5 separate regions of the Mus musculus genome follow, and all the other regions are linked to region 5. Evidence: chromatin contacts called from public Hi-C and promoter capture Hi-C data. All regions are on one chromosome and are shown on one strand. The core of a region is the stretch at or near the end of the contact, and the rest is flanking DNA. Distances in the headings are between cores, read along the strand shown. Region 1 holds the start of Cd200r1 (CD200 receptor 1). Region 2 holds the start of Gtpbp8 (GTP-binding protein 8 (putative)). Region 3 holds the start of Nepro (nucleolus and neural progenitor protein). Region 4 holds the start of Spice1 (spindle and centriole associated protein 1). Region 5 holds the start of Plcxd2 (phosphatidylinositol-specific phospholipase C, X domain containing 2).

Region 1 (4,488 bases), core at 1,759-4,258, 1.2 Mb after region 5:
TTATTATTATTATTATTATTATTATTATTATTTAGCACATTGTTCGTGCAAGCTGGATCTCATTGTCTCACAGAACCTCCGGGTCTCTCTGTTCGGTGACACACCCTGCCTCCCAGTTTCCTTCTCTATCTATCTTCTTTATCTGTCTGCCAAAACATGTGGGTCAGGGCCCACTCTTCTATAACACTCTGTCTCAAACACCCCCCCAAAAAAACTAACATTCTCAACACACTATGGTTTTAATATTCCTCACATTTTTTACTTCAATATTTTCTGACTTACAATGTTCCTTAAGGATTTCTTTTTTTTTTCATCTCCCTCATTTAGATTGCTGGGAACTTTTAGTCAGCATTCTTGCACATGAGACACACACACACACACACACACACCTCTTAGTATTCTTATTCGCCAGAATCTTGAACATTAATGTCCAAAGGAAAACACACCTATGTGTTATGCTAACTGGCAAATGTATAGTTAGCACAAACTTTAAAAAGGAAGAAAGGGGTTAAATCGATGAGGCCTGTTCCTTGCTTTTCTGATGTGGCATTTAATCTCTATAGGGCTCAGTGTGTCTCCTCCTGTTGGTACCTGCCCCCTAGTGGAAGGCAAGGAAAATGAGTCAAAATTCTTTTAGGGAAGAAAACAGTAGAGGATTGTTGGTTCCTTTTTCTTGTTAGCAACTCATATTGGCAAAACCAGCAACTTCAATAAAAGGTGGGGTGATCTCAATCAGGACATGAAACTATAATTTGAACATAAGAACTTTGAAGACAATGGGACAAAATAAGGAGAAAGAAAAGCCACAGTCTGTGAACATGGAGGTCGTTCAGCCACGCACAAGATTAGATTCTTGTTAACTTCCCCTCGGGTGCTTTATTAAATAAACACCACAGGGTTTGAAGTTTAAAGTAAAATTTAAAAGTAAATAGGCAAAACAAGAGCATTCTATCTATCACTCACCCTGATGCCCTGCCCTCTCTCCTGTGCGAATGGATCTTACACAGAGGGAGCTACTCCTGTCGGCAGCAGCACTAAGCGAAGCCATAAAGTCTCAGCCCTGGCTGGCTTTCAACTCACAATCCTAAGTCATTCTTGGTGAACTTGTCATGTCAAAGCATGTGTATAAAGAAGTAATTTACTGATTGGCATTCTAAACGTTTGATGATTTTCTGATGCCAGCTTGGATTTCAGAGACTTGGAGAACGTAGTGTCTCCAATGCACGCCTTTAATCCCAGCACTTGGAAGGCAGAGGCAGGTGGGTTTCTGAGTTCAAGGCCAGCCTGGTCTACAAAGTGAGTTCCAGGACAGCCAGGGCTATACAGAGAACCCCTATCTGGGGGAGGGGGGGTGGGGGGGGGAGGACCTTTCAGCTTTCAAAATTCAAACTCTGCTATGTTTCCATTTTGTTGCTTTTTTGTCTGATCTACTAATACACAACCTGACACAACCTGACTGGGCTTTCCCTGTCAAATTGATCCTGCACAGACTTTAAAGGCTTTCTAGAGAAGCCCAACTACTGAAAGACTCAGGACACTCCCCCCCCCTTCAAATTATAAACAAATAATTAGCTTAGCGTTTTCAGCTGTGCTACAATGGGTGCCTCTCAGTGAAAAGCAATCCGGGTAAACTGCACACTCCAATGTTTTGTGGTGCTTATGGAAATAAGTACTGCGGACAAAGCACTTCACCGCCCTAAGCTTAGGTTCTAGCTATGTGAAACGGAGCTTTCTTCCATCCTGACCTCAATGGCTTGCTATGCACATCAAAAAGAACAGATAACTGAAAATTCTCAGCAGAAGGGTGCAGTGGTGGATCATAGTTATCTTACGTGTGCTCACCAGTAAGACTATCATGTGATGTTCTCTTTCTGGAAGATAGACCAAAATGTGATTTTTAAAGGAATTCTGGTGAAAGGAAAGAAATACCGTGTCTCCTTTAAATTGTTAAACTATACATTTCAGAGCTAAGTCTGTTGTTCCCTCGTAGCTACTGCAGCTACTAAAAGTGAAACATGAAAAAGCCTCCTACACGAACTCCCACCACCCTTCTACAGTGAAATCAGGACACCCGCACGGTAGCCCCAAATTCTATTGAACTCCTACAAAACTGCAGACATTGAGGCGTGCACCTCCTGATTCAGAAAGTGACTCCTGTAGCCCACATATCTTCAAGATAAAGGCAAATATACATCACAGATACACCAGTGTAACTGTATGTGTAAAGCCTGCAGTCACGAAAAGTGTCAGGAAAAAAAAAAAAAGATACGTTCCCAACTTACACTGTTGGCGAGGGAGACCAGAGATGATAGCTGGTTGTTGGTTTGGTTTTTGGTTTTTGGTTTTCCCCAAGAAGAAGATACAGAGACCCCCATGTCATTTTGATTGCTATGAATATGTGTTTAATTTATCCTGACCTGTCCTGAAGGGGGAGGGGAGATGAGGAAGCGACAGTGGAGGACATTATAGAACACAAAGCAAAAATAAATCAGACAAAGCAGAAAGTAGAGGTGACAAGGTAACCCATATCTGGAGCAACCCTTATCTCTACAACAGAAATTGGCTTGCGTTACCCAGCGAAAAGGGACAAGGCTTAAATGCTGCGCAGAACAGGTCTCTCCTCCCTTAGTCATTCTCCCCACCCACACCCCCCAAAAAATTTCAGACTCACCAGCCACAAAGACCCCCCATATTAAGAGCACTGCTAGGGCAGAAGTTCTCCAAAAGCAAAACATTTCGGTTTTCTGGTTTTCCGCCGCTCACTCGGTACTTTTTCTCCTCAGAGGTAAGGGAGCAGCAGTGACCATAACCCGGATCCCTCTTCTCTCGGGTTGGCTTCTGCGTGGTAGCGCACCTCTTAACCCATCCGCAGGGAGCAGCCCCGTCCTGCCTGCCAACTCCTTCCACTCGCGTGCTTTAGTCTGGCTTGGAAGAGAAGAAACTTCTCTGGGACTTGACACAGCAATGGATTTCCTGTGCAGAACCGTGAAGCAAAGACAGAGGAAGCTGACTGAGTGGGTTACTTTCAGCCCATTGGCTCTTTCTCTTCTCCTGCTGCTCACAGATAAACTGTACAGTAAGGCTCTGAACATGCCCAAGACAGATGGATGTGTCTAAACCTCCATTCAAAACTGAAGAGGGTTATCGATCGATTTTCGCCGCGTGCTTGTAAATTTCCTAACCACAATGAATTTCTGGAAAGTTCTCCAATATAATAATAATAATAATAATAATAATAATAATAATAATAATAATAGTGTGTATACCCTTCCTCAGTCTTTAATGCAGAATAAATATTTCTACTTGAAAATGCCATGGTGAGATTACTATCTAGTCTGGAACCCCACACATAATGCTGGGAGCATCAAATGCGTTTTTCTATTATTTTCTATTATTTCTATTATTACCCTAACAATCCCAAAATGAGAGGCTTAAACACAGCACTAATGCACTGCCCGGGAGTCAAAAGTCTGAACGTCATGATATGGGATTAAAATCAAGGCGTAGCCAGGCCTTTGCTTCTTCTGGAGACACGACCTTTTCCAGCACCCAGATGTCTCTGCGCTCTAGCCTGCGGCCATCGGACATCATTCTAACCTGTGTTCCATTGCCATAGCTGATCGCCTGATGATGACCCTTCTGCCTTCCTCTTACAAGGTCCTTTGCGATTAATTTGTCCAATGAGCATTGTCTGTTCATCCGAAGATCCTTAATTTAATTACATTCACATAGTCCCTTTTGCCACATCAGTGAACGTTCAGTCGCAGACCTCTGTGGGAGGCTCAGTACTGAATTTCCATTCTCTTTGACTTTCGAGGAGTTAGGTTGTTGTAGTCACAGATAACCGCCTTTGAGTTGTCATAGATCTGAGAGTCTAACTTCCCAGAAAAATTCTGTGTAATGTTACTAGTTAGTATAAACTTAGATTACAGTTGAGAAGAAGGAAAAAAAAAAAAAAAACCAAAAAACCTCTGTGGTAAGAATTTCCTACCCCTGAGCAAAATGCTCCAGGAAGAGGAAGAAAACATTGTCAACAGGAAAAAAAGATAAAACAGCACGAATTTTCAAAGTTAGCAATTCCCTCTTCCCTCTTGCCAAACATTAAACTCTATATATTACCCTCCTCCACCTCTCAAGCTTTCTCAGTGCACCATTCTGATTCAAAGGAACAAGGAGATAAGATCCTTAAGAGAAAGAAAGACTTGAAGACATGTCATTTAAATTTAAATACTGTTTTTCCATCACAAGAAGCTGTTGACACTGTAGGTTCTGAGGACAATCTGAGCAGTGCTTAATTCTCTGCCAAGCAACCTCAATGATACTGGTTCATTTTCTTAGCTGTGTCTGTATTTCTTTTCTATTTGATATTATAATGGCATGAGCTTTTGTCCATGTCATCAAAAAGTTTTGATGATCAGGGGAGCGAAATGGCTTAGTAGGTAAAGGTGTTTGCCACACAAGCCTGTAGACCTGATTGCAGTCCCCAGC
Region 2 (4,549 bases), core at 1,027-3,526, 1.3 Mb after region 5:
TCTCTCTCTCTGTCTCTCTCTCTCTCTCTCTCTCTCTCTCTCTCTCTCTCTCTCTGCCTTTCTCGGTCCCTACTACCCTCTCAACTCCCCTCCCCATTTCCCATGCCCTGAATAAACTCTATTCTATACTTAACAAAAACCAAAAACACTTGATCTCTGTGAGTTCTGAACTTGCTGACTCTCTGATATCCATGATTCTGTCTACCTGCCTCGGCCTTACAATGCTTACCTTCTTCTTGGATCAGATGGAATCCCTAAACTTGATACCTACTGGATTTACATCGTTCAGGGTCATTTGGAATCAGTCATTCGTTTCAGAGACAGACAACAATGGAAAAATAACTGTGATGATCTGTAAGAATGGCAAAATCTCTTCACTGATCTACCAACCTTCTTCCTGTTCTTATCAGCTAAGCCTGGCAGAATATAGTCACAGCACTTCAGTCACTTGAATTTTAGTGAAAAATCTTAGCTCTAAATCTGGGTGTGGTAGTACATCACTCTGAAGGCTCAGACAGAATGATCACGAATTTGAGGCCAGTCTGACCTATGTAATAGACTCTGTCTCAAAAGCAAACCAACTCAAACAAACAAACAAGTGCCTATAAGGATTATATACAAAGTGTGTAATACCTGTCTACATCATACTAAATTTTTTTATGTGTTAACTCTGTGATGAACTGCTTCAGTTCTCAAAATCAAAGCCACTTCTTCTGAAGGATGATCACAAACAGCCCAACTAGGAAAGAAACAAGGCGTGTAATAATATCTGGAAGTGAAGCATTCCAGACAGGCATATGCAGCAACACAGGGGCATATTTGCTTCTTACATCAGTGGGCTACGTTACATTTGAGACTAGAAGATGTTGGGGATTTTCACTTGCATTTTAACAGGATCATGTTTGCCATTACATTGGGAATATACCTGAAGGAGAAACAAGCAATGATACACAGCTAGATTTTGGAAGCTATGCCAATAATCTAGGTGAGAGACAAGGAGGACTGGGAACACGATGCTAATGTTAGGGTCTGAGAACCCCCAGAGAATGAGACCCCAGACTCAAATAATATGCAACAGCAAAGAGCGTCTTTCAGCAGAATTCGGCATGCAAAGGTCGCTCCATTTAAGAATGGAGACACCAGTGTGTGCTCTGCAGGGTCAGTTTAAAGCCTGTTAGGGTGGCAGTGGGTGTCTTTTATCTTTTGTTTTTTCTTGATTAGTTGGCTCTATCTCCAGGGATATGAGTCCTTTGTGATTTGTTAGGGCTCTGGGGACTTTCCAAGGTGGTAAGGCACCCTTGGATTGGCTGTCTGCAGCTGTGGTTGGATGGCCATGGGCTCCTGAATCTGGGTCCTCATTTCTGGGAAACAGAAATAGGCCTAGACTCCCAAACTGCCAGTTTACAGCCTGTCATGGAGTCAACCTGGCTCTGGCTCTTTGATCTTCTGCCTACAGTAGAGACTAGGGAAGAGTTTGATTACAAGTGTCCATGGAAAACACAGCATATGTTGACTCTAAAGTTTATGTGCCTGCTATATGCAGATGCTTTAAAAAGAAAATAATGGAGTGACAGGGCACGGAATGATTAAATGCTTGTGGTGGTTTAAATGAGAATGGCTCCCATGAGCCATTTGAATAGTTGCTCCCGAGTTTAGGGAACTGTTTGGAAAGGGTTGGAAAGTGGGGCCTTGTAGGATTAGAAGGTATGACTGTATTGGAGGAAGGGGGTGTGTATTTGGGGGCTTCAAAGGACTCCAGTTGTTCCCAGTTCTGTTTCTGGTTTATGGATCTTTGTCAGTTCTCAACTGCTGCTCCAACGCTCTGCCTGTCAGAGAGATACCGTCCCTTCTCTGAAAACGAGTTGCAATTCCAACCACATTTCTCACCAGCTTATTTAATTTTGCAAACGTGTTTTTCTCGGTGACGTGAACTTATGATAAATGTCAATCGACGATAAAACGACCGGAAACAGAAGGCAAAGCGGGCTTGGAATCCACTAGTTTGTCCCTATGGTTCCTTCCCTTGAGACTCAAAGATCACAGGACAAGGTAAGTTTTTCGCATCTGGAAACCGCTGAAGACCAGAACACGCCAATCTGATACATAGTTGGTAAAGCCAAGGTGTTAAAGAAAGTCAGTGGGGTTTCCCCCTTTCTGCCCGGAGGTGGTGAGAAGCTTGAGCAGGTGAGGAGACCCTAGAAAACTACAATTCCCAGCAGGCGCTGCGGCAGCGAGCTTTCTGTCTGGCGCTGTCCAGACCCTACTAATAAAATCCAGTCGCGAGGATTCTGGGAGAGGAAAATGGCAGCGGCTAGGTTGAGTCATAGAATGGGAAGGCTCCTTGAGAAAGCGCCAGCACTGGGGCCTTGGACCCGGGTTTACAGCACGTCCCCTGCCTTCGCAGAAGTGCTAAGGCTGCCACAGAAACAGCTAACGAAGGTAGTGTACCCGCTGCGGGAACTGGGGCAGCACCTCGCCGCGGACTCGGGGCCTGGCCTTATCGAACAGAGACTCTTCGACCCGAGCCTGGAGGACATCGGGCGGGCGGAGAGCATCTTTGAGGCCACCGCCCGGAACCGCATCGAGTACCTCAGCTCCGCCGTCCGCCTCGACCACGCCCCGAGTTTGCAGCAGCCGGAGGTGAGGTTGACCGCCGGGTCTACTGTAGGTGCGAGAGCCTGAGTCGGCCTGTGCTCATTTCCTGTCACCCAGCGAGAGAGCTCGTAACAGCAAAAGAAAACACTCCGTGTGGATGCGCCACTCGTGTGCGGTGCCCGTGGAGGACCGCAGTGAGCCGCAGTGTGGGTGCTGGGAATCCAACTCCGGTGTTCCGGAAGAGCCGCCCGTGCTTTTATATTTTCATTTTAGTTTATGTGGGTTTGCCTGCATGTATGTCTGTGTACCACATGCCTGTTGCCTTCAGAACCCAGAAAAAGACATCAGTGCTCGCTGGAACGGGAGTTTCAGGCAGTTGGGAGCAGCCATACGTGCTGGCTGGGACTTGAACTACAATCCTCTGGCAGCAAGCGCACCTAACCATTGAGCCACGTCTCCAACCCCGAAAGTACAACATGTAATAAATAAGCCACTGTTCAGCCCTGAGAATACTAAGTACTCCATTCTCCCTACCTCTCTCTCATACTAGGTGTGTTTCATAGGCCGAAGCAATGTTGGAAAATCCTCTTTGATAAAGGCCTTATTTTCCCTGGCCCCTGATGTAGAAGTCAGGATCTCAAAAAAACCGGTATGCTGGGTATCTCTTGAATTTATAAAATGAGACCTAAGTATTGGCAGATGCAAGAGATCATAATTGCTAAGTTCCTAGAGAAGAATTTTTTTAAAAAATATGTAATAAGGTAAGACATCATTAATGTCTGTATATTCTCTGAGAAAAACAAAAGTATAGCTGAATTGATTTTAGTAGTCTTGCCAATATCTAAAGGAAAGCATTGTTGTTCTAAATTTTTCCTTAGTTGACAAAGTTAAGTATTTTATTGCTGTTTTCTTCTATAATAATGAATGTCTAGTTCTACATTGGTTGTAGGGAAAAAAGGGTTTAAGTTGCTTTGTCCTCTATATTCTTGTGTATATTCCAGATGTGTGTATTCTTTTACCCAAGGCCACTCTGTGCCTTTCTTCACAGATAGCTCTGATCTTCTGCCCTTCTGCTATCCTCTCCTTCTTCTCCTTCCTTTTCATTGATGCAGCCAACTGGTACCTAAAAGAACCTTTTCCGAAATCTCACCGCTGGCCCCACTTACCTTAGTGTCCATCTGACAAAACACTTCCACCAGCTGTGACCCTCACTGTTTCACCCGCGAAAGTTTAAGCCCTTTCATGAAGCTAGCTTTCTCCTTCCCACTTCATGGAGTAGCGTCTCTGGTTTCATCACAGGGATTCCATCCTTCACCACTCTTCCTCCTCACCACAGAAGCCAGCTAAACGGTGAATTCTAGACAGAACGAATCCCACTCTTGTATAAGAGAATGATAGAGAAGGTGTATTCTTTTCATTCTCAAATACACAACTCTAAAAACACTTTCTAACAGACAAAGACGCTAACCAAGAACTTAATCATCGCTTACGAAAAGCCCTCTCCTTTGATATTTTATACCAAACAATTGACTCTAGTTTGTCTTTCCTTTTCTGATTCCTACGTGTTTCATGAATGCAAAAGCGCAAGTAGCCACATTGTGTTATCTTTGCATCAATTTTAACTTCACTGTTGTAATTGTGGGGTTGTACATTCTTTAAAAATTATTTATGAGGACACTAAACTGCACATGCAAAAACATCTTGGTTTACAGAAACACTAGTCTGCAGAGGATGAATGTCAGACTTCGGATCTGGGTGTTATAAGAATCTTTGTGATAGAATAAATGTTTGATCAGCACTTTTAAGTTATTCCTCTGTATACATTGCTCATCAGAGAATTGGCTGATGGCAAACACAGCCTTAATCTGGGTGGTTTTCACAGACAGCAAAATAGGAAAGATCCTAAAATATTTTGTCTGTGTATTTCTAATATGAAATGTAAAGTTTTTAAGCT
Region 3 (4,399 bases), core at 467-2,966, 1.3 Mb after region 5:
GGTGGCTCAGAAAGGAAACACAAGCATTCTAAGTGAAAAGCTCTGTCCTATCTGGAGAAATTAAATCAGCTACCTGGGTGATGAGGAGTTGGTGAATTTCCCATAGTAATCTGTTTTTAAAATTGTGACTAAGGAATTAGAAAGAACTTAAAACTGCGTAGGAAAGATAGATGGGAAGAGGGGTGAGAATACTCGATAGGTTGTACTTAGTTAACAATTACCAAATGTGTCTGTAATGACAGCTACGGTCATTTGACTGTCAAACCAGGCACTGTTACAAATGCTTCGTGGTATCAACCTTTTCATTTCCCCAATATGGCCAAGAAGCTGGTACTATTTTTTATCCCCATTTTTGACTGGGGTAAAACCTGTCTTAGAAATAACAAAAAGTAACTGACAGTCATAGGACCAAAAGCAGCTTCAAAAACAAAAAGTTGGATGTAACCGTGAAAACTACAGTATTTCGTAGCTGTGTCTCCCGGTAGCTGAATGTCCCTTCGTGATTAAACATCCTTCAAGCTTAGGTAGGCTGCTCTCGCTCTGGCGCACACCTTTAATCCCAGCACTGGGGAGGCAGAGGCAGGGGGACTTCTAAGTTCAAGGCCAGCCTGGTCTACAGAGTGAGTTCCAGGAAAGCCAGGGCTACACAGAAAACTCAGTCTCAAAAAACAAAAACAACAACAAAAAACTAAGGCAACCCAGGTATTAACTCACAATTCGAAAGACCCCCACCTCATTATAATATTTAGGTTTGAATATTTTATTACGTTTTGGGGGGGTCGGGGTTGTAGCACAGCATTAAATCCAGGGGGAGATGTAGAACATATTACTTGCAGAAGTTGGTTCTCGCTTTTTACCACGTGAATCCTGAGAATCCTCATTTCGGCTTGGCCATACGCATGGGCCCATCTTTTCGTCCCACCCACCCAATAGGCTTTTCTAAAGGATCATGGGAAGAACGTTCCAAACGAGAGCCGGCCCGTGATTTGGGAGCGGGTAAATCAAATCGCCCGATCCCTCTTATATGGTTAACACCTCCACAGCATATATACTAACAAACTAAATTAAAACTCACAACACAGACCCCACCCCCACACACATCTCTTTGCGAGTCCCTGTTTTCTAAACAAACTGCTCTAACTATCTCATTTTTCCCCACTTGAGAAGAACCGAGAGACCAGAGTAACTCCCTCGCCCAGTAAGGGGAAAACGAGCTCTTGTATTTTAGAGACAAGCCGGAGGTCCGAAGCCCCGGCGTACGGTACTTGGGTGACAGCCCCGATCCTTGGGGACAGCACAGGACCCAGGCAGCGTTTGGGGGCTACACATGCAGGGCCGGGACTAGTCGTGCTCTCCTGTTCCAGCACAGTCACGGCGAAGCCCAGGCGCTTGCCAGCAATCCTCATGCCACACTATCCAGGCCGGACCTTCCGCCTGGCGCTCCCCTTCCCGGCGTGCCCCGCGCTCAGGAAGTCCCACCCCGTCCCACGTGAGCCCGCCCGCCGGTTCCCGGAGACACGCTAGGACTTCCTTGCCGGCCACACTCACCCAGGGTGGCGCTGGGGTCCCGCACGGTCAGCGTGCTGCAGTTCCCCGCCTGGGGGATCCTCACGCGGTTCCACGGCTCCGCACCCGGCCGCACCGCAGCGGCCATCTCGAGCGGCGTGGGAGGGCCGGGGAAGGCCGAGCGGAGCGTGAGCGAGTTGAGCGGCCTGGGCAGGAGAGGGAGGGAGGGAGGGGACGAGGGCGGAGCGGGGCGGGCCGGAGGTGTGGGGCCCGCCCCGGGGCGGAGTCACGGCCCGTTAGACCCGCTGGGAAAGGAGAAACGTGTTAGAGTATTCTGAGGCTCCTACATTTTTAGAGCAACTTCGAAGCTATGCATTTTACTGATGGATCCGAGTGAGGCCCAGCCTTTTAACTCTTACTCGGATATTTTGAAAAGAAGAACTCGCATCATATCAGCAAATGTGACATTCGTCACGTAGTCACGATTTATTTGGAGTAGTCAAGGAAAACTATATAGCTTGGATATAGCTCAACTTCAATAATTACAAAAAACCCAGAGGTTGTCTTGACCACCCATTATCACCGTCATTTTCTCCGACAAAATATTCCAGGCTCTGCTGGTTCTGATCACTGATTACTGGTGATTGTTCGTTTTAAGTCCTTGGGGCCTTCTTGCTTCTGTTCATAAGGTTTCTTTCGCAGGGTGGAGAGGAGCAGTTGGTGGGCATTAAGTGAGACTGCCAAGTTGCTTCATTATGTCTGCGGATTACCATATATTATCCCAAAAAGGTAATTTCTTCAGACCTCAGTGTGCTTGGGGGTAAAGACTTCTTAGAACAGTGCCTGCTGTACAAATTTTTACTCTTACTAGACGTATTTAACGCAAGTAATCTTGCCCTACTGAGATGCTCTCTGTCCTGTGTGTTCCTTACAGATAATTGCTCGTTTTTGTTTTTGTTTTTTTGTTTTTTTTTTTTTTCTGTTTTTTTGGGTTTTTCGAGACAGGGTTTCTCTGTATAGCCCTAGCTGTCCTGGAACTCACTCTGTAGACCAGGCTGGCCTTGAACTCAGAAATCCTCCTGCCTCTGCCTCCCAAGTGCTGGGATTAAAGGCGTGTGCCACCACTGCCCAGCTTAATTGCTCTTTCATTTGAACCATTTTGAAACAATCTCACTTCTTCAGTCAGCTCTGGGATCACTATCTTTAATAACACTTCGTAAACTATCCTCACACCATAACGACTTAAATGCCCCTCTAATGCACTACCAAATTACCTGTGTGTTAGTTTCCTATTTGGGCTGTAACATATTACCACAGACTTAACAGAATCAACATAATGTTTCTGGACTTGTGGAAGACAGAAGATATTTTAGTTGGAGATGTGTCGTGTGTGCACGTTGGAGGCTAAGGGTAGTGGTCAGGGTCTTCCTTTACCACTACCCACCTTTGCTTCTGAGTCAGGCTCTCCCGCTGATCCTGGAACTCAGTGTTTGGTGATCAGTCCCCAGAGGCATCCCTTCTCCATCCCAACCCTCTGAAACGCCTTCCTAGCCCCAGTTCAGTCTTACTGAGCTAAAATTAGCTGTTTAATGGGCTGTTTCCTTCTGAGGGCTTTAAAGAAGAGTTTCCTTGACTTTTCCAGACTTTTAGTGGTTGCTGCATTCTTTGGCACATGTCCACATCCTCCATGTTCAAAGTCACTACAATAGCATCCTGCAATATCTCCCCCTGTTCAGAGACAAGGAGAGATAGACTCAAGTGTTTAAGTAAAATAATCCACTTGAACATTAAAAAAGCTGTATTATGAGCCAGAAAGAAAAGATAAGGCAGCTGTAGACAGAGATATATTTGTGATGCAATGATAGAGATAAGGAACGAAAGAATGAGAGGTCTGTGTTTTCCTAAAGGAAGATTCACGGTCATAATGAAGAATAGAGAGAAGGGAATGGTGTTCTATATTCTATGAGCAATACATACTGAAATTGAAGCTTCTAGGAACTGGGCACATGGAAGAAGTACAGGATAGTTTTTAAGTCATGCTTGGAAAACTTGTAGACTCTAGAGAAGGACTCATAGACACAGATGGCCACCAAATATGTAAAACCTTACATACCTTAATAATCCAAGAAATGAGTATTACAATAACTGTGAGGTACTATTAAATAGAAAAAATGATGTCCTTTGTTACTGCATGCATGTGCGTGTTCATATATAGACACACATACACAGTCTCTTTTGTATTCCTTAAAATGAGAAATAAGCCTGGCTTGGTTTCACACATGTAATCTTAGCACTCAGACTGGGTAAAGTGGATTTCCTTGAGTTTGGGTTACAATCTGGACTACATAGCAAGAAAGCAGAAAATAGGAAATTATAGTGATTGCACTATAACCTTGTAAGAAATTTGTTGTTTTCTAATAGTTTGATAGTAGAATTTTCTCCCTCTAAGAATTTTATGCTGATATCAAATATTTAAAGCAAATATTAAAAATGGAATTGTATTGGCTAAGGGTGATGATAGGCCCTGCCATTAAGGCCTGCTGCTCTAGTTCCCATGGATTGTTCCAAAGCCCATACTTGAGAATGGTTTGAAATCCTAAGTGTAAATAAATATGAGCAATATTTATATATAATATAAATAATATCTATAATATAAATAATATTAAAATAGATAATAAGTAATGTTATATGTTACATTATGGTAGGTTTTTTAAAGAGTTTATTTTATTCTATCCAATGTCTACTGGTGTTTTGCCTGGAGAGAGAGAGAGAGAGAGAGAGAGAGAGAGAGAGAGAGAGAGAGAGAGAGAGAGAGGGAGGGAGAGAGAGAGAGAGAGGGAGAGAGGGAGAGAGAAGAGAGTGCATTTCATTCTGCCTGATGCCCATGGCAGTG
Region 4 (4,630 bases), core at 1,402-3,901, 1.7 Mb after region 5:
TTTACCTCTTTTCTCAAATGAGGACAGAATCACACTGCTCACAGTGACACAGATAACAATGAGGAGAGGAAGGAACTGACACTCAGTGTCCTGACTATAAAGTATACGCTAGGAAACCACAAACAACGGATCAACTTTGCTGGGTAAAAACAAGCAACTCTTCAAAAGGGAGGGAATTTTTATTTCAAATTATATTTAAAATATTACATTTTTTTTCATAAGTTAAAACTCTACCAGCCTCAACCCTGGAAACAGTCATGAATCTGACGCATACAAAAACTTACAAGTAGCTAAAAGGGGTTAAAGGTCCATGTGCCTGTTTACCTCTCAAAGGCAGTTGTGGGGAACTGAGGGAAATGAGCACTGTTTGTTTGAGGCATAACAGAGACTAGAGGTATTTTAAGGGCAGTCAATAAATCGCAGCACCCTGCAGAAGTGGGGCCAGTGTGGAGAAAATGAGGAACGTTAACTGCTTCCTAACGCTAAGAGTGCAAACCCTTCCTTACTTCTCAGGCACTTTCCTCTTCCGCGGCTTCCACAACACCCTTTTTCCTGCTATTTCACTACTCTTTCCTCTTCAGACTACGCTGGACTCTTTCCTTGGAAAACGTAGCCAAGGGCCCTCATCTCGGTCTATCCCTGTCCTGTCCTCCTCTTACACGTGTCCCTTCACCCAATACTGGGGAACCCTACCACACCCCCACGCACTGGATGTGAGCAATGGCAGTAAACTGCAAATGAGTCTAGTCATATGCCAACTTCCACTGAGCTTGCTTTCTGGACCATCGTGAGGTCCAACAGCCCCCTTAGTGATTCTCAGAAACCTCTCAGCAAAGCTATTCCTATACCGGGCACACAGACACATAACTAAAGGACCATAACTAGACAGTTTCTAATGAATGTTTCCTAACTGTCCCTAAAACATCAAGCGTCCTTTGCTGTGCATTCACTGCCCTTCCATACACCTCAGAGTATAGTAAGATGCAGCTCGTTTGGCACAGCCCTCCCAATCCTCTAGATCTAGATACCTAACTGTTTGACTCAGTTACTAAACTTAGAGAATTGCCATCCTTCTTGTTGCTCTGGCTTAAGCGTAAGCATCGCCTCTGGTTCCTAACTGTCTCTTTGTCTGCTATGTAACACAATCTATAAATCCTTCCTTGAAATATCCCGCCCATCTGTCCGTTCTTTTCCATTTCTACTAGGAACAATTCTGAACAGCCTGTTATTAATTTTCCTGTAAGGTTTTCTTCCCATTCATCCATCCACTCCACGTTATCAAGTAACTTTCAACGTGCTTGCTAGGCACCAAATAAAACAAAACAGAGAAGTAGCCTGTGCCCTCTCAGAGGTACGTTTCTCAAAAGATCATAACTAAACAACTTCTTACAAAAGGCAAGCCTGAAAGTTAATTCTTTGTGTCAAGGAAGTTCCTAATCTTCAATACACATGAAGAAAAGCTGCCTCCTCTCCTTAATTCCCTCCACAAAGTCGGGCTGAAAATAAAGAGTAAATAAAAGAAAATCAGAATGCTGGGCAGTGGTGGCCCAAGCCTTAAATCTCAGCACTTGGGAGGCTGGGGCAAGCAGATTTCTGAGTTCGAGGACAACCTGGTCGACAGAGTGAACTCCAGGACAGCCAGGGCTACACAGGGAAACCCTGTCTTGAAAAAAACAAAAAAAGAAAGGGGGATGGGGGGAGAAAATCAGAAAGAAAATGTTCTCTGCAAGTGGGTGTGTGTGTGTGTGTGTGTGTGTGTGTGTGTGTGTGTGTGTGGAACATTTACAGAATTTGTTTCAGTCTGAACAATAACAGTCTAAAAGCTAACTGAGGGCCCCTGCAATTTGAGGGCTATACAAAAGACCACTGGAAGCCCTTGCCTGCTCTTAAGGAGGGATGGTGGAATTCTACCAGATTTACCTTAACTAGTATGAAAACAAACTGGGGGACAACCAGAACACTGTCCCTGCCATCAATCTTACCCGGATACAGGGATACAGGGATCTCAACGTTTTACTCCCTCGTAAGATTTTAATGGAGCCCACTGTAGAGAAAAATCCAACTTCAAGAGCTGCTCTTCGTGCGGCCCCAGTTTTCCCTCCCACCCATACTGAGACCCAGCTGTGACCTTCACAAGCAGTGCCATGCACTGTCTGGAACAATTTCCTATTTTTGACTCCCAAGCTCAAGCCTGTCCCAAACTTTCAAACGGCCCCTTCCTTAGAAACCCTCACCTAAACGCTCAACTTAAAGGACGCGCCCTGTCCCAACACCCGATACTCTGCCACTCCCTAGCGGGACAGTAAACAACTGCATCACCCGCCGGCCTCGGGATTTCTCCCGCCAGCAGGGTGCGGGAACGCGGCGCGCGTGCGCGGGGCCCGCTGTCCCGCGGGGGATCCAGGCGCTCCCCGGAACCGCACTCTCAGGCTCTGCGAGGCGAGCGGCCGGCCCTGGGGTGCGCACGCCCACCCGGGCGCCGAGACCCAGGCGGAGACGCCGGCCGCTTCTCCTCGCCCTATGCCCCCGCTTCACCCCAACCTGCCTTGCCGCTGGCCGACTGTGCCTCCGCCCCGACTAAAAGTTCAGCCTCCAGAACCACAGAGCCCGCCACGGGGGAACGCGGAAAGTGGCTTCCGGGCCGTTGCCTGGGTTACCAGAGCTCCGCCCCCACGCCTTTGCGTACATCCGGCGAGCTCCTCCGAGGCGACCCAGAGGCGGTACTGGCGTGGGGCTCTGCAGTTCTCACCCAAAGGGCCAAATGGCGCGCCTGTCATAAGCCTCTAGAAGTCTCCAAAAGAAACTTGCACACCAACCTCCACATACCGCACTTCCTTGCCTTAACTTTTGATCGTTTGCTTAGAAATATGTCTTGCTACCTCCCAGTGGAGCCAAACGCGCTAGGTTCACCGGGAACTAAAACTGACCCTGCTCTCAGCAAGTTTACAACCCCATAGCAGCAAGCTATTGACGACCGAAATGTATAAGGTGAAAACTGTATACATGCTAAGAAGGAACTGTACAAACTAGATAGTGACCTTATGGGAATATTTCAATATCGCAGGAAAGCTGAAATGAAAGGAGGAGTAGATTATTTAAAAAGAAAGAGCATTTCTACAGAGGGAATTGCCTGTGCAAGGATGTACGTCAAACTGCAATGGAGGAATAGAAGTTGAGAAAACTTGGTGATTGTGCTTGGGTGGAGGCAGGATGTGCATAACTTCATAAATCATGTTAAGGACTTTACAATGAATGTCTTACCCTTGATAAGTTCCTTGGAAACCCCTGACCTTCAATTGTTAAGGGGAAAGCTACACACGGATCAACAGGTGTATATTCAGTGTCATCCAGGTGCAATGAACTGCCTTCTGAGACTTTCCACTCTGATCCAATGTGGACGTGTTGTCTATGTAATCGTCATCACCCCTTCCTCTCCAACTTGCTGTAGTCACTTGCCAAGTAACCAGCACTGGCTCTCCTAAGTGCTTGTCCATGCTGACTCATGCCCCCCAACTTTAGGTAAGCCCCTACCTAAAGTTGATGGAGCATCCTGTTAGGTCTCTGCTCCGTTAATTCTCTCACTCCCCTAGATAACAGTAGTATACTTTCTTATTTATCTCCTCTAACCTCATGCCAGTCTATGGACTTGCTTCTCATTTCGTTTTTAACACTGAATTAATTTCAGAAAACTTAAATCCGCTTCCATCACTGTTTCTGCCTTCTATCAACATATTTACCCACAGAGTTCATCTTTTCCTTCAACTTCCAAAACCCAATGAAACATGTGTGCGCATGCACACACACAAGAAAACTACAAAGTACATAATAATCAAATCAATCAAAACTAGTGATAAAGAAAAAAAATCTAAAAACATATGTGCACAAGAACATAAAAAGGGTATATAACAATTTCTCTTTAGAAACAAACTAGACAGTAGGACAATAATATATGTTGTTCCACTTGCTTCCTTGTTTTATTCTTTTCCATATATATATATATATATATATATATATATATATATATATATATCTTGTTTATTTTATGTATTTCATACCTATTAAAATGCATTTTCTTTAGAAAAATAATTAGCAAACTGATTCTGAAATTCTTGTGAAAGACCTACAATAGCCAAAATCAAAAGAACAAAATTTGATTTCTAAACATGACTGATTTTAAAACTTATTATGAAGATTATAGCAATCATAATGTCATGATATGGATCGACAGTTATACTGTCTGGGTTTGTGTGTCAACTTGACTCAAGCTGGAGTTATCACAGAGAAAGGAGCCTCCTTTGAGGAAATGTCTCCATGAGATCCAGCTGTAAGGCATTTTCTCAGTTAGTGATCAAGGGTGGGAGGGCCCGTTGTGGGTGGTGCCATCCCTGGGCTGGTAGTCTTGGGTTCTATAAGAAAGCAAGGTGAGCTAGCCAGGGGAGGCAAGCCAGTAGCATCTCTCCATGGCCTCTGCATCAGCTCCTGCTTCCTGATCCAGTCCTAACTTCCTTTGATGATGAACAGCAATGTGGAAGTGTGAGCTTAATAAACCCTTTCCTCCCCAACTTGCTTCTTGGCCATGATGCAGGAATACAAACCCTGACTAAGAAAACAGTCATTCAAATATATCAAT
Region 5 (4,707 bases), core at 2,180-4,679:
AGTTTAAAGAACATATTTTGTTTGTTTTAGCTTACATGAAATGGTTTACCTCTAGGAATTAAATATCTACATATATATTCAAAGGAAGACCAGAAAGGTAGAATTTCCAAAACAAATCTTGAGACATTGATCCAATAAGGGACTTTTATCTTATGGGAAGATTTTTGTTGAGTCAAAAACAGCTATGTGACATTTTGATAATATCTTCTGGTATCATTAAAAAGAGGTATATGTTCTTTAAATACCAGAAGATACAAGATAAATAGTATATACTTCCTTTAATGATATGTCAAACAACACTCCATGGAAGCTTAGTAATTTTATGCAGTGAAGCTGTTTTTAGTGAATATTAAAAAATAGCCTAAAACCTGAGATGTGGATGTCAAAAGGCAGGAATGTGCACCAACAGCTACAGCTGGTGAAAGGTAGTGTGGTGATTTGAATATGCTTGGCCCAAGAAGTGACACTATTAGGAGTTTTGGCCTTGTTGGAGGACGTGTGTCACTGGGGTGTGTCTTGCCAGTCTTCTCATGTTTTCCTTCAGAATGAGATGTAGAACTCCCAGCTCCTCCAGGACCCTGACTGCCTGGATACTGCTCTGCTTCCCACTATTAGGATAATGGATTGAACCTCAGAAGCACTAAGCCAGCCCCAATTAAATGTTGTCCTTTATAAGAGTTACCTTGGTCTTGGTGTCTCTTTACAGCATTGAAAACCCTAACTGAGAGAGAACTTGGTACCAGAGACTGGGGAATTGCTGTGATAGCTCCTGACCATGTTTTTTTGGAGGAATGTGGATTTGGGGTTTTGGAAAACAGTAGAATGCTTTAAGTGGGACCTAATGGGCCACCCTCGTAGGGAAATAGAAGACATTGTTGCTGAGGATGGTTTGAACTGTGGCCACCAGGCTCAAAAAGTTCAAAGAAAAGAATGTTAGTGTGTGTTCTAGAGACTATTTGTGTGTGTGTGTGTGTGTGTGTGTGTGTGTGTGTGTCTGTGTGTGTGTGCATGATATTTTGGTGAATAATCTGGGTGCTTTGCTCTTGTCTGAAGAGTCTGCATGAAGCAAAGTGAAGAGATTTAAATTATTTGCATCAACAAGAGAAATCTCAAAACAGCCTGGTATAAACTCTGTTGTGTGGTTATTAAAATTCACTGTTATGAGGAACATTTTGATGAAAAGGAGCAAGCTGACAAAGGAAAAAAAAAGACATAATGTATGGTTCTAGCATTAACGGGGCACCAGGAAGTAAAATGAAGCTGAGCCCTGTGTTCAGGAAGATAAACATATTAAGTGGGTGGTGACTTTGGGGCAAGACCCCATCCAGCTAAGTTTGTTGTTTATCCATTTAGTGTTGAGGAAGGAATAGCTATAGCATGTTAGGCTTTTTATTACTTTGTTATTTTTTTCCTTTGGACTTTTAATCTGGAATGAAACCACAGTCTAGAAAGGGGAAACAAAGGCTTTTTACGGAGAACTTGACCAGCATCACTGAGGTGAAATCTTCTAGGAAGTGTTTTCTGAAAACACACAGCTCTGGTTTTTGGTCTTGCTTTGGTCCAGTATTCACTCATTGTAATGTTTTGGGATGGTAATATACATCCCGTGATGTTGAAAGCATGTGATCTGCCTTTTGACTTTGATTTTGTAGGAAATTACAGTTAAATGATTGGATGAATCACAGAAGAGTCTTTGAGCTTGGGACTTTTAACATTGTTGAGACTGCTGTAGATTATGGGGACTTTTGAAGTTGAACTCAATGTATTTTTCATTATACTCTGGCCAGCTGTAGCCCCCATAGACTCATGTGTTTTAACAAGCCTATGGGAGCCAGAAAGTAGAATGTGGTCTTTTGAATATGGTTGGCCCAGGGAATGACACTATTAGGAGGTGTGGCCTTGTTGGAGTAGGAGTGACCTTGATAGAGGAAGTGTGTCACTATGGGGGTGGGGTTTGCCAGTCTTCACCTGTGTTTTGCCTTTGGAACAACATGTAGAACCCTCAGCTCTTCCAGGGCCTGCCATGCTTCCTGCTATGAGGATAATGGACTGAACCTCAGAACCAGTAATCCAACCCCAGTTAAATGTCTTTTATGAGAGTTGCCTTGGACTTGGTGTCTTTTTACAGCAACGGAAACCCTAACTAAGACAGGTAGCCTGGGATACAGGGGTAAAATGGAGGTCATCTGGTGATTAAACGACAGCTGCCCTAGGGTTTTATACATAAACTCCAGGAGTTTTAAGAGTTCTGGCCACTGTTCTCTTTTCCCCTAAGGCCCTCCTGAGTCTCTAGGGTCCTTCTTGCTATAAAAGGCTACCTTAATTTAAAATTTTTTAAATAAAATTATCTGTTTGCCAAAATAGTATTTTTTTATTATTTATTTTATTTTATTTTTATTTTTTGCAAAGTATGCAGGTCAGATCTTGGAGGTGGCTCAGTGAGTAAAGGTGCTTACTGCCAAACTTGACGATCTGAGCCCCGGGGACGGTCTCAAGGAAGGAGAGAACTGGAGTAATCTGTCCTCTGAACTGCACACATGCATGTTCTCACAGAAAAACGCATACAAGAAATATATAAATCTAACTACAAATTTTAACTAACAATATCGGATTATAAAACTCTGTACTACATTTGAATACTATTTGAAGTGGGAACAGTTCAGGAAGCAGAGAAGTGGGTCTGTGTTCTACAGACCGAGTTAGGGAACCTCATTTCAAAATGAACTTTGCACAGACTGCCACCACGTGACCTGCCTCAGGCTGTTTCATCCATTCGAGGAAGTGTATCAGCAACTCTGAGTCTTGTGGTAATGCTGTGAGGAGCAGGTGAGACAAATAATTCAAAAGGTTTCAAACAACAGCAACAGGAACCCAAAGCACCATTATCTCCTCCTCTGTGAAACGGAAATAATGGCACTGGCCAGTTTCAGCGGACTGTGCAGGAGAACTGTCAGTTTGCATTGTTTCAAACACAAACCTGCTTTGATGCTGCCATCTAAATAGGAGCCGCAGCAGCACCTTTCTCTGGCCTCTCTAGCTCTCCTGTTTCTGCTGCTACGGTGGTTTGAAAAAAAAAAAAAAAAAAAGTAGCGCGTTTCTGGGTAATTTTCACCGCAGTGAGAGTAAGGCCGAGGGAGAGAGGAGAAACCTTTGAGGTCGCGTCAGAGATCTACAAGAAAAAGATCAATCTGAGGACAGCCGGCCACGGTGCACATCTCCCCTTCCGGAGCAGCAGGCCGCAGCCCGACCTGTCCACTCGCTACCCCGCTGGAGTGGAGAGGGGAGGAGCTAAGAAGCAGGGGAGGCGTGGGAGCGCGATGTAGGGGCGGGCCCTCAGAGCGTTGTCCAATCAGAGAGAATCCCGCCAACGACCAATCACAGCTCGCCTAGTCTGGCAAATCTGCCCGGCAGTGCGGGGCGGGGCCGCCAGAGTCCCGGGGCTGCCGGTTACTCTTCTGAGAGCCCTTCAGAAAAGCACAGGGCAGTGGGCAGAGAAGCCAGGGGGCGGGGGTGCAGGCAGGCCCAGCCTGTGTACCAGCCCGGGGAAACCCACGGAAGCACCCATGAACAAGAGATGGTGCAACCCGGGTGCGCACGTGTGTGCAGCCCGCTGGCACGTCTCTATGCCCTGTGGGCACCTGTCGTGTGAGTAGCTCCGGGTGTGGCTGTTCCTGGATGTTGTGGGTTTCAGGAAGGTTTGTATCTTCGGGCCTGCCTCCCCCGTCTCCAGAGGGGAACTAAGAAGTTTAACTGACCAGGGACTGAGGAGATTAAAGGAGTGGATCTCAGTGGCAAGGCGAAGAGGGTGGGGACTGCGGGAGCAGCAGGCAGGGGAGCACCTATTTGACCCATCTCCCAGCTAGAAAAGGATCTTGAAAAGACTGGCGTGACCCATGTGCTCTGAAATGTTTAGAGAGCCCCGAGCGGTGATGACCACAGAGTGAGTGGCACTAGACTGAGCCTGTCTAAATCGTGGACGACAGGGATGCTTGCATTTAGAAAGGCCAGAAGGAAACTCAGGATGGGTACCATCTGCTCTCCCAATCCCAGCGGGACAAAGACAGCCTCGGAGGTCTGCAATGCCGACTGGATGGCCTCGCTCCCCGCTCACCTCCACAACGTCCCCCTTTCCAATCTGGCAATCCCAGGTATTCGTCTATAACTACTTGTTCGCACTGTGTTTAATGCTGCCATTTTAGTGTTTGCTAGTGGGTTGGTTGTTTTCTGTTGTGTTGAAAAACAATTGTCAGTGATCTCTTTTTATTTCCAAATTAAAAAAAAAAAAAAAAAACTTAACAGGAAGGTAGCTGCTGTAAAGAGAGTCAGTCAAGCCGACTGCATCACTGGCAAAAGGGACAGTTGAGAGAATGGAATCACTGCGCTGTTGTTTTGTTGTTTTTATTTTGTTTACACCATACGGCCTCAGTCTAAGAATGTTAACCATCTTGATGCAGAGGCCTGGGTATGTGAAAGGCTCGCTGACTTGAATCATTTAAGGGAAAGGGGGAGAGATCAAGAATAATGGGTAGAAAGTCCTTAACAATCTTAGCTCTGGGTCAACATTGAAGCTGAAAAGAATATTTTTCTCATTTATCTGACCTTTCTTGAAAACAAAAATCAGATAAGTGTTAGAAAATAGGTTCAGATTCTAGGCTGGGCATCAAGGCACATAGTTTTGTTGTTGGAAATGCCAGAAATAGAGGATGC

The links. Promoter capture Hi-C pulls out the DNA fragments that hold promoters and counts their contacts. Hi-C and Micro-C count contacts between places; a contact is called where the count stands out from the background. Capture Hi-C pulls out chosen DNA fragments and counts their contacts.
Region 1: a promoter capture Hi-C map of hippocampal neurons shows a contact between it and region 5, with 4 times the contacts expected there. The contact joins the promoter of Cd200r1 here to the promoter of Plcxd2 in region 5. A contact is called at or near these places in 3 of 39 promoter capture datasets (the 3T3-L1 cell line, hippocampal neurons and liver) and 1 of 115 datasets of contacts at active chromatin or transcription factors (thymic regulatory T cells).
Region 2: a promoter capture Hi-C map of pre-B cells shows a contact between it and region 5. The contact joins the promoter of Gtpbp8 here to the promoter of Plcxd2 in region 5. A contact is called at or near these places in 4 of 39 promoter capture datasets (the 3T3-L1 cell line, the SN4741 cell line and pre-B cells).
Region 3: a contact with region 5 is called in a promoter capture Hi-C map of adipose tissue, with 3 times the contacts expected there. The contact joins the promoter of Nepro here to the promoter of Plcxd2 in region 5. A contact is called at or near these places in 4 of 39 promoter capture datasets (the 3T3-L1 cell line, liver, neutrophils and 1 more), 2 of 484 Hi-C or Micro-C datasets (B cells and embryonic stem cells), 1 of 115 datasets of contacts at active chromatin or transcription factors (large pre-B cells) and 2 of 9 other capture datasets (adipose tissue and liver).
Region 4: a Hi-C map of CD8 T cells shows a contact between it and region 5, with 3 times the contacts expected there. The contact joins the promoter of Spice1 here to the promoter of Plcxd2 in region 5. A contact is called at or near these places in 1 of 39 promoter capture datasets (pre-B cells), 1 of 484 Hi-C or Micro-C datasets (CD8 T cells), 1 of 115 datasets of contacts at active chromatin or transcription factors (astrocytes) and 1 of 9 other capture datasets (liver).

The regions. Positions count from the first base shown.
Region 1 is chr16:44,764,256-44,768,743 of GRCm38.p6, reverse strand. It overlaps Cd200r1 (CD200 receptor 1), which reads right to left and starts at 3,008. Exons shown (of 7, transcript NM_021325.3): 1 at 2,672-3,008. The coding sequence starts at 2,735.
Region 2 is chr16:44,744,090-44,748,638 of GRCm38.p6, reverse strand. Gtpbp8 (GTP-binding protein 8 (putative)) reads left to right here and starts at 2,276. Exons shown (of 6, transcript NM_025332.3): 1 at 2,276-2,640; 2 at 3,146-3,244. The coding sequence starts at 2,302.
Region 3 is chr16:44,721,618-44,726,016 of GRCm38.p6, reverse strand. It overlaps Nepro (nucleolus and neural progenitor protein), which reads right to left and starts at 1,716. Exons shown (of 9, transcript NM_145972.4): 1 at 1,549-1,716. The coding sequence starts at 1,654.
Region 4 is chr16:44,345,422-44,350,051 of GRCm38.p6, reverse strand. Spice1 (spindle and centriole associated protein 1) reads right to left here and starts at 2,651. Exons shown (of 18, transcript NM_144550.4): 1 at 2,546-2,651.
Region 5 is chr16:46,009,135-46,013,841 of GRCm38.p6, reverse strand. It overlaps Plcxd2 (phosphatidylinositol-specific phospholipase C, X domain containing 2), which reads left to right and starts at 3,429. Exons shown (of 4, transcript NM_001134480.1): 1 at 3,429-4,148. The coding sequence starts at 3,986.